Regions from separate parts of the Rattus norvegicus genome. Here region 1 is linked to region 2. Evidence: chromatin contacts called from public Hi-C data. All regions are on one chromosome and are shown on one strand. Each heading gives the region's core, a stretch centred on a gene start, on an enhancer-like site or on the middle of the called end of the contact. The rest is flanking DNA. Distances are from core to core; before and after follow the strand shown.

Region 1 (4,508 bases), core at 1,030-3,529, 35 kb after region 2:
GTAGGCCAGTCCATTCCTACACGCTGTCATGGCATCCCTAGTCTCTGGCTCTTGGCTATGAGAACACTGGCCTTGGCTAAACCAATGGAGTAGAGAGAGTTACCTCAGGCAGAGTTTTTATCCTGGTCCTGGCGTGTTATTGCTCAGCCATCTCTGACTTGGAGCTTCCACTTCTTAACCTAAAGAGGAGAGCACTGTGGTGTAGATAGGGTGCAGGCGTGGGAGGGAAAGCCCCTTCTAGGACCACCCCCAGGGCCCACTACCATTTCCCATCTAAAAATGATCTTTGCCTTCCCCGACTGTGCAGGGACTTGGATCTGAAGAAGCCCATCTACCAGAAGACTGCATGCTATGGTCATTTCGGAAGAAGCGAGTTTCCCTGGGAGGTCCCCAAGAAGCTTGTGTTTTAGAGCTGCCGGGAAGCTTAGCTCTGTCCTATACTCAACCTCCTCAAGATCTCAACTCCCTGGTCTCAGAGAGCCCTCCCTGCTTCCCACCCTCATGGCAAAGCCAGCTTCCTCTGATTTTCCCCCTACCCGGCAATCTGCAAACATCTTATTAGTGGCAAGGCAGGTGGTTTCTGGTGCTAGGTCATCAGGTCTCCTTGCAAGGATAGTCAGTGTTCCCTCCCTGTCTCTCAGATGACAGCAATGTTAATTTTGTGTAAAAGTTGCTCCTATCATCCCCTCCCGTAGTCTGAAGCTAACCAGGCCATCTCTTCCTCCGTCCTGGACATGTGCCCAGACGAATGTTTTGTCCCATATCTCTGGCTTCCCCTTTACATTGGCAGCCAGAGGTCCTGAGCCGGGGCTTCCTCAGGGTCCCTCTGAGACTGGGCATCTGCTCCCTAGGATATGGTCAGTGTCCCCTGAACATCTGCATTCTGTGAGGGACTGAGCTGTGTGTTCTTCATCCCAACACAATAAGGTGGTATCGTCATTATCCACAGTGACAGATGGGGAAACTGAGGCTCGGAGAGTTATGGAGCTCTGACAGGTTCCTATAGCTGCGTGCACCAGAGTCAAGAAACAGATCTTGACTCTAGGAATTTTGACTCTAACCCTCACACCTGCATCCCAAACAAGATGTTGACCAGAGTGATGACACATGGATTGACAAGAGGTTATGACCTCTTATTTAAGGCCTGGGTTTCAGGAGAATTAGATGAACCTAATGGCTCTTGGTGAGCCCTGGACAGTGTTCCCACAAAATCAAGATGGAAACATGTAAGTGTCTCATTTGTTCTGGAAGAGGGCTTAAGGAAAGCTGAGCATCTTGGTCTATAAAGCTGGACTGGGGTCTGTAATTAAGAGGAAGCTTCATGGTCCTAGCGCCCAACACTCAAAGACAGGTGTGTGAATTCTTTGAGCATGGGATCTAATCATGGACAGCCCCATGTGCTTGCTTCCTCACAGAGGAGAGGCAGTTCGTTGTTCCAGCACAGACAACCAGCCTCTATAGGGGACCCTTCAAGGCTTTCTTGTGCCCTGGACCCTCACACTTATGCAGTCTGAATGCTGCTAGGGAAGTGGGTGATCCAGGTGAGGAGCCAGCGTCCAAGCAGTTGACAAGTTGCCCAAGATCTCACAAGAACTGACTTTTACCAGGTAGCCTGGGTGTGTCTGTCTAGCAGAGTCCTGAGAACATGTCTCTAGGTGTCCCATCATGATCAGCATCACACACCCAGCCTGTCCCTCGTTGGGGCTTCCCCACAGCATACTGCCCTCATAGCTCTCAAACACGTGGCTTCAGGAACGGACCTGGCTCATATCGATGGTTCTGGCTTAGGAGAAGGACTGAGCAGCTTCATCAAGGAGCAGACACCTTGCATCTGCCTTAACTGGACAGAGACCCCAGCTTTCCCCATTCCACCAGGGCGAGGAAACAGCAGAGAGAAAAGCCCCAGGAGCCAACAGATCCTGAAGCTGTATGTGATGTAGAAGCTTGGGTCTTTCCATGGGGTCAGGGCTGCCTGGGAGCCAAGTTCCTCACAGCAGAGGGAAGGATGGGTATGCAGAAGGCTGAATTCCTGTAACTTAAGCTTTATCTAAATAAAAATCCAGAATTGTATACTTGTTCTAACCCTGAGTGTAATGAGCCTCTTTTTTTCTTTCAACATTTCATATGAAACAAAGACATTAGTTGTCGATATTACCTGATGATAGTTGGCGAATAAAAACTCAAGGAGCGATGACTCTCTTCTTGCAGTTTATGGTGTGTGCGTATGTCCAAGGGAGGGTACTAGGACACTGGGTATCCTGCTTCTTACTCCCTTGAGACAGTCCTTCACAGAGCGAGACTGGTGGCCAGCAAGCCCAAGCGAGCCTCCTTTCTTCGTCCCTCACCACCGTGCTGGAGTGGCAGGTGTGCACATGGCCACACACACACACACACACACGGCGATTTCAGATGAGCGCTAAGGATTTGAACTCAGGTTCTCATGCTTGCACAGTAAGTGCCGTTATCCCCTAAGGGATCTGTGCAGACTTGCTATGCTTGGCTTTGTTGGCAAATGAGCTGCTTCACTGTGGAGCACTTCTGACTCCCCCACACCCAGAAAATCTGGGTGCTGTTTTCAGGATTACCCCAGCCCTGACCTGTAGGGAAGCTCCTCCAACCCTGGTGAACTAACATTTTCTCACTGACTCGCTCCTGTACTGTCAGCGAGTTACTGCATTGGCTCCATGTCCCTCTAAGGTAGAGATTCTTATAGTTAATTCCTTTTGCAGTCATCAAGTCCTGAAGGTGTGCTGAAGCAGCAGGTAGAGCCGAACTCTTGTAATTTCCTAGGAGTTGGTACTGGGGAAGGCATCGATTCTGGGACATGTGCTTGCAGGAGGCTGAGGGCAGGTCAGCATGGCTCCTCATTCCCATGCCCTGGGCATTGGGAAGGACTGGGGTCTAAGACCCAGGCCTATTGCTGAGAGGAGAGGACAGAGGCACCAGTCAAAGACATTCTGGTCTCAGGTCTTGGGTGTGGTTGGTTCTACATTCAGAACAGCCTCTAGTCCTAGAGTCAGGAGATAGTTTCTTCACAGAAAAGTGACCTTCTTCAAGAACCTCTGTGAGCAGCAAGACCCCCATGAAACATCTGGGAATGCCTATTTGCAGTATGGAGGTTTGTGAATGAAAACGGGAAAAATTATTACTAAAAGGAAGAAAGTGAAGGGCTCAAAATTCCAGCCTGGGTAGGAGAGTAGCTCATGAAGCTTTACCACCCACCAAAGAGCCATTGGCAATTGGTGATGCTGGGGGACAGAAGAGTCCATTTCCTCCAGGGAGGCAACCCCTGAGCAGCTCCAGTAGTTGGTCACATATCTATGCACATAAAGGCACACTAAATGGACTCTTGGCTTTGTTTTCTTTTTGTTGCTGTTGTTAGTGGGGTTTTTTCCACATAAAGTTGGGGAAAAAAACTGTGGTAGGGCACAGGGGTGAAAGTGAAGGGGAGGAAAATGGGTGGATTTGATCAAAGTGAGTTACATGCATGTTTGACACTCTCAATAGAAGAAGAGGGAAGGGCTGAGAAGTTGGCTCAACGGTTAAGGCACTTGCTGTGCTGGTGGCAATCATGAGGATAAGAGCTCAGATCCCCATTACCCAGGTTAATTTCAGGTAGGTGTGGCAGCTCAGCTATAATTCCAGCACTCGGGAGATGGAGGCAGAAATAACTCAGAGTCAAGTGGCCAGGTAGACAATACCGACAAAACCTGGGTTCAATTGAGACACCCTACCTTAAGAATTAAGGTTGACAGTCAAAATGGCTAAGATATAAAACTTAGGTGACAGCAGATGCTGGCAAGGATGTGGAGAAAGAGGAACACTCCTCCATTGTTGGTGGGATTGCAGACTGGTACAACCATTCTGGAAATCAGTCTGGAGGTTCCTCAGAAAATTGGACATTGAACTACCTGAGGACCCAGCTATACCTCTCTTGGGCATATACCCAAAAGATGCCCTAACATACAACAAAGACATGAGCTCCACTATGTTCATAGCAGCCTTATTTATAATAGCCAGAAGCTGGAAAGAACCCAGATGCCCTTCAACAGAGGAATGGATTCAGAAAATGTGGTTCATTTACACAATGGAGTACTACTCAGCTATCAAAAACAATGAGTTCATGAAATTTACAGGCAAATATCATCCTGAGTGAGGTAGCTCAATCACAGAAAAACACACATGGTATGCACTCACTAATAAGTGGACATTAGCCCAAAAGTTCAAATTACTCAAGGTACAATTTACAGACCACATGAAGCTCTAGAAGAAGAATGATCAAAATGTGGATGCTTCACTCCTTCTTAAAGGGGGAACAAAAATATCCATAGGAGGGGATATGGAGACAAAGTTTAGAGCAGAGACTGAAGGAATGGCCATTCAGAGCCTGCCCCACATGTGGCTCATATATATATATATACAGCCAGCAAAACTAGATTAGATTGATGAAGCTAAGAAGTGCGTGATGACAGGAACCGGATATAGATGTCTCTGAAGAGACACAACCA
Region 2 (3,956 bases), core at 1,010-3,509:
ACTCTGTGACTCTTCAGCCTCCGTCCCAAGGGGCTTGTGAAGATCTTTATCAATGCCCGTTCTGGACGTCTCCTGACTAACTCTCAGCCTGAGTCGTACATTCTCTTTCGCACGGCACAGGCGACATACTCATTGAGCCCGTTTCCTCACAACGTAAGCCTCCCTCTCCTCCCCTCCCCTCCCCTCCCCTCCCCTCCCCTCCCTTCTCCTCCTCTCCCCTCCCCTCAGAAACCTTTAAGATTAGAAACTTTGCCAGGCAAAGGGGAAACTGATATTACTTACTCCAGACTCCTGCCACCCTGTTTGCCAAGGCACCAATAAATCTCTTACCTTGAGGATAACCCTAACCATTGAATATGTTTTTTAATTGCTTTCCCAAAGGCCGCTGGTGTGCCTGTCGTGACTTCTCCTGATGCTTCTGCAGCAGTTTGGACGGCAGAACATTAATCCTATTCCACAATTCTGGTGGCTTTCGGTTAGATTTGATCGTGTCCAATGGCCCGGGCAACCATTTGTTGTAAATAGGTTGCTATGAAGAAAGCTCTCGCACCTTGGTCCGTTGGTTGAATGAGTGTAGTCACAGTTGGTAAACACAGCCTTCAAGCTAGTCACCAGTGTGGATGGCGCCCACGTACTTTGGATACCCATAAGATCAAAAGATGCTTGAAAGTCATGCTATTTCAGTATGTAGAATGCTCTTGCCTGTAGGGTAAAATAGTCCAAAGACTGGTCTTCAGACAATGCCACCATTACCCAGACTTTCTTGTTCTGGTGATAACAAGTGGGAAACAAGTGTGCTTGCTGTCAGCTTTGAATAGTCCAGGCTTCTCTAGCTGTCAGCAAAGGGGTTTCATTTGAACCCTGCAGCATCTCCCGCCCAGAGCACCATCCCAGAGTCTTAGAATGCATAGGCTCAATGCCTCCAAGACAGGTTCATTTCATCAACATTAAGCAGTTGTTACATTTTTTTTCCTCAACCATAGAAACCCCATGCAGCTCCCCCTCCTGGGTCAGTACTTGCCCCCTACTGTTGTCCTTCAGATTTAAAAATTATGATGTTCCAACTCCCACTCAGTAAGTCTGGGCTGGGACTGAAAATCTTACACTCTTTTCTGTCTTTATTTTATTTGTTTATTTAGGAAGGGTCTCATGTGGCCTTGAACTCCCAATTCTCCTGCATCTACCACCGCACCCTGATTGAAATTTGTATTGCTACCAAATTTCCAGGCACTCTAGGGTACACAAGGGAGCCTTGTGGAAGCCTTGGGCATAGGTCGAGTCCGTTCCCAAGATCCTAGAGAGCATCGCATTGCTTTCCAAAGTAGCCAAAGAATTTGCACTGCGCCTCTCAGTTGGGCATGGGGGTCCCTATTGCGGTCTTCCTTTCTGGTACCCAGGAATGCTTCGCTCCTACCATCCCCCCATCACAGAAGCACACTTCACAGTTTCTTTGTGGTTTCATTTGCATTTTCTTCTATTACGTGTAAGACGACATCGTTTCGTGTTTACTGCTGATTGATTTGCGCCTCCAGGGGCCACATGCTCAGTGTTTGCTTACACACCGTATTGATTTGTCTGTGTCTATCTTATTGATTTTTCTTGTTGAATGTATGTTGGGAAACCACTCAGGTGGTAGACTGACTTCACATGCCTTACCGTGCTTACTGTTTGGGAAAAGCATTTGGTTTTATTTTATTTAAATACTCCATTTATGTCTTCCCCCATTTCCATAAATAATTTTTCAAATCTTCTAGGATGGATGGGTCACTTGGCCAAAGGATTATCTTTTCAAGTTTATTCTATTCCAAGCTGACCAGGAATCAAACTTAAAATGTAAAGGTGTGGTAAAGTGTACTGTTAGCAGTTATACAGAAGAAAAGGATTCTGGTTCCTGACTCAAACGGTGACAAATGGATTTGAGGCGCTGAGGCCGAACCTGTCTGCTGCTGCTCCAGCAGGTCAACCCACCCCGAGATTTTTTTGAATCCCAAAGTACAAGTTAGTGTGGGAGGATTCACAGCTGGGAGGCACACGGACTGACTTTCCATGCTGTGAGGCTGACCATGGTTGGTGGACAGATTTTATGAGTCACAAGAAATGTTTACATGCTCCAAAATAACTTCCGTGTGACCATTCTGCCCAACGAGGTATTTATTTGCGTCAGTCCCGTTTTGAAATTCAGCTACCTCTGGTATTTTGGTCCATTCCTTTAAAAGGAAGAAAACATGTACTATGATCCAGACATGATGCAAGAGTCTACATAATCTGGGCTCTGTCGAGCCTCGCTAGTGTCTGTGTTTTATAGAGGCAGAGGTGTAAGTTCAGAGAGCATGGACTGGAGAGAAAAAGAGAGGAGTGTGACAGAAATGGCCTGCTGGAGACTTCTGAAAGCAGGGCAGAGCCCCGGGGAAGGCATGAAAGGGCTACCTCTGGTGGGAAAGTAGATGGTGGACACAGTGCTAGCTGGCCTCTGGCCCACGGGGCAGGATCTGAATCCAGTCCAAGAGCTGCTGTTACTTTACCCTTCCTGATGTAACAGGTGATCATTATTAATCAGAAGCCACGGGTAGAACTCCAGCACTTACAGGACAAACACAAAAGCGCCAGGAGTTCAAGGCCAGCTTCAGCTACACAGGGGTCTGGGGCCTAAGGTACACAAGACACTCGGGTGGAAACAAAAAGATGGCAGCAGATTGACTCAGCCAGGAAAGGTACTGACTGCTGAGTCCGATGAGCTGAGTTGGATCTCCTGAACTCAGGCGGTGAAGGAGAAAACTCGTTTGTTTAATTCCAGCAGAGGAGCCCGGAGGATCCTTGGGTCCTGGCGATCAGCCGGGTTAGCTAACTGAGCAAGCCTCAGTCAGGCTAGTAAGAGAAGCCATATCACAAATAGAAAACAAGGTGCACGGCTCCTGAGGACAGCCCAGGCTGTCCTCTGCTCTCCAGGCACGTGTGCACACATGCATATACAACATACATACACATGTACACACACACAGAGAGAAAGCAAGTCAGCGAGTGAGAGTGAGTGAGAGAGAGAGGGAGAGAGAGAGGAGAGAGAGAGAGTCTAAGGGCTGAAGATGGCTCAGCAGGTAAGAACACTTGCTATTCCTGCAGAGTTTTGTTCCTAGTACTTATGTCTGTAACTTCAGCTTCAAGAAATCTGACATTCGGGGCTGGGGATTTAGCTCAGTGGTTAGAGCGCTTACCTAGGAAGCACAAGGCCATGGGTTCGGTCCCCAGCTCCGGAAAAAAGAACCAAAAAAAAAAAAAAAGAAATCTGACATTCTTCATGGGCAACCCCCACCCCTCATGCATACACACACACACACACACACACACACACACACACACACACACACACGCAGACATATAAAAAAATAAAACAAATCTTATAAGATTTTTTTCTAAAGCACAAAAGATTAATAAAAGAAATCAAGCTCTCTCTCTCTTTCTTTCCTCCACAGTCTCTGTCTTTGGAGTGTTGCAAATCCCTGCTTTATTGATGTGTTGGTGTGTGGTTTACTGGAGAAGTTGTGTTGGGGAAAAGATGAACTGTCAGTGACTTTGCCACGGCTGTTGGTGATATTACACAACCCTAGGCCGACGACCTAATGTCAGCTACGGGAGCAAACTGAGGTCACTCAGCTTGGACAAAGTGTATTTTCTAGCTTTCCTATTTTTGTTGTTGAATTTCGATGAGTTCACTTAGGGCACAGTTGAAATCTCTATACATTTAATAAGATTTCTTGAGACTGTTTTGAAAACAAGACCATTTTACATTAGGTAGCTATGGCCGTGCTGACCTTATTCAAAGTGGCTTCAGGGATGCCTCCAGATGTCTACACAATTCTCAACACATCAGAACAAAGAAAGCTGTAGATGAAAAAGGGCTAGAATGGAGAGGCAACATCTGATTCCTTGGTATAGAATTTAATATATTAATTGTTGTAGAT

Evidence for each region. Hi-C and Micro-C count contacts between places; a contact is called where the count stands out from the background.
Region 1: a Hi-C map of liver shows a contact between it and region 2, with 9 times the contacts expected there. The contact joins two enhancer-like sites. A contact is called at or near these places in 6 of 12 Hi-C or Micro-C datasets (the A7r5 cell line, hepatocytes, kidney and 2 more).

The regions. Positions count from the first base shown.
Region 1 is chr16:17,033,287-17,037,794 of GRCr8, forward strand. It overlaps Mat1a (methionine adenosyltransferase 1A), which reads left to right. Exons shown (of 9, transcript NM_012860.2): 9 at 308-2,082. The coding sequence ends at 410. Among named protein-coding and RNA genes, the nearest start is that of Sftpa1, 6.7 kb to the right of the region's middle. Within about 2 kb of position 2,280, at least 2 of the 93 cell types and tissues checked have an H3K27ac peak or open chromatin away from gene starts, as enhancers often do. A contact at or near this core is called in hepatocytes and liver, where this site is marked.
Region 2 is chr16:16,998,417-17,002,372 of GRCr8, forward strand. No RefSeq gene overlaps it. Among named protein-coding and RNA genes, the nearest start is that of Mat1a, 17 kb to the right of the region's middle. Within about 2 kb of position 2,260, at least 5 of the 93 cell types and tissues checked have an H3K27ac peak or open chromatin away from gene starts, as enhancers often do. A contact at or near this core is called in hepatocytes and liver, where this site is marked.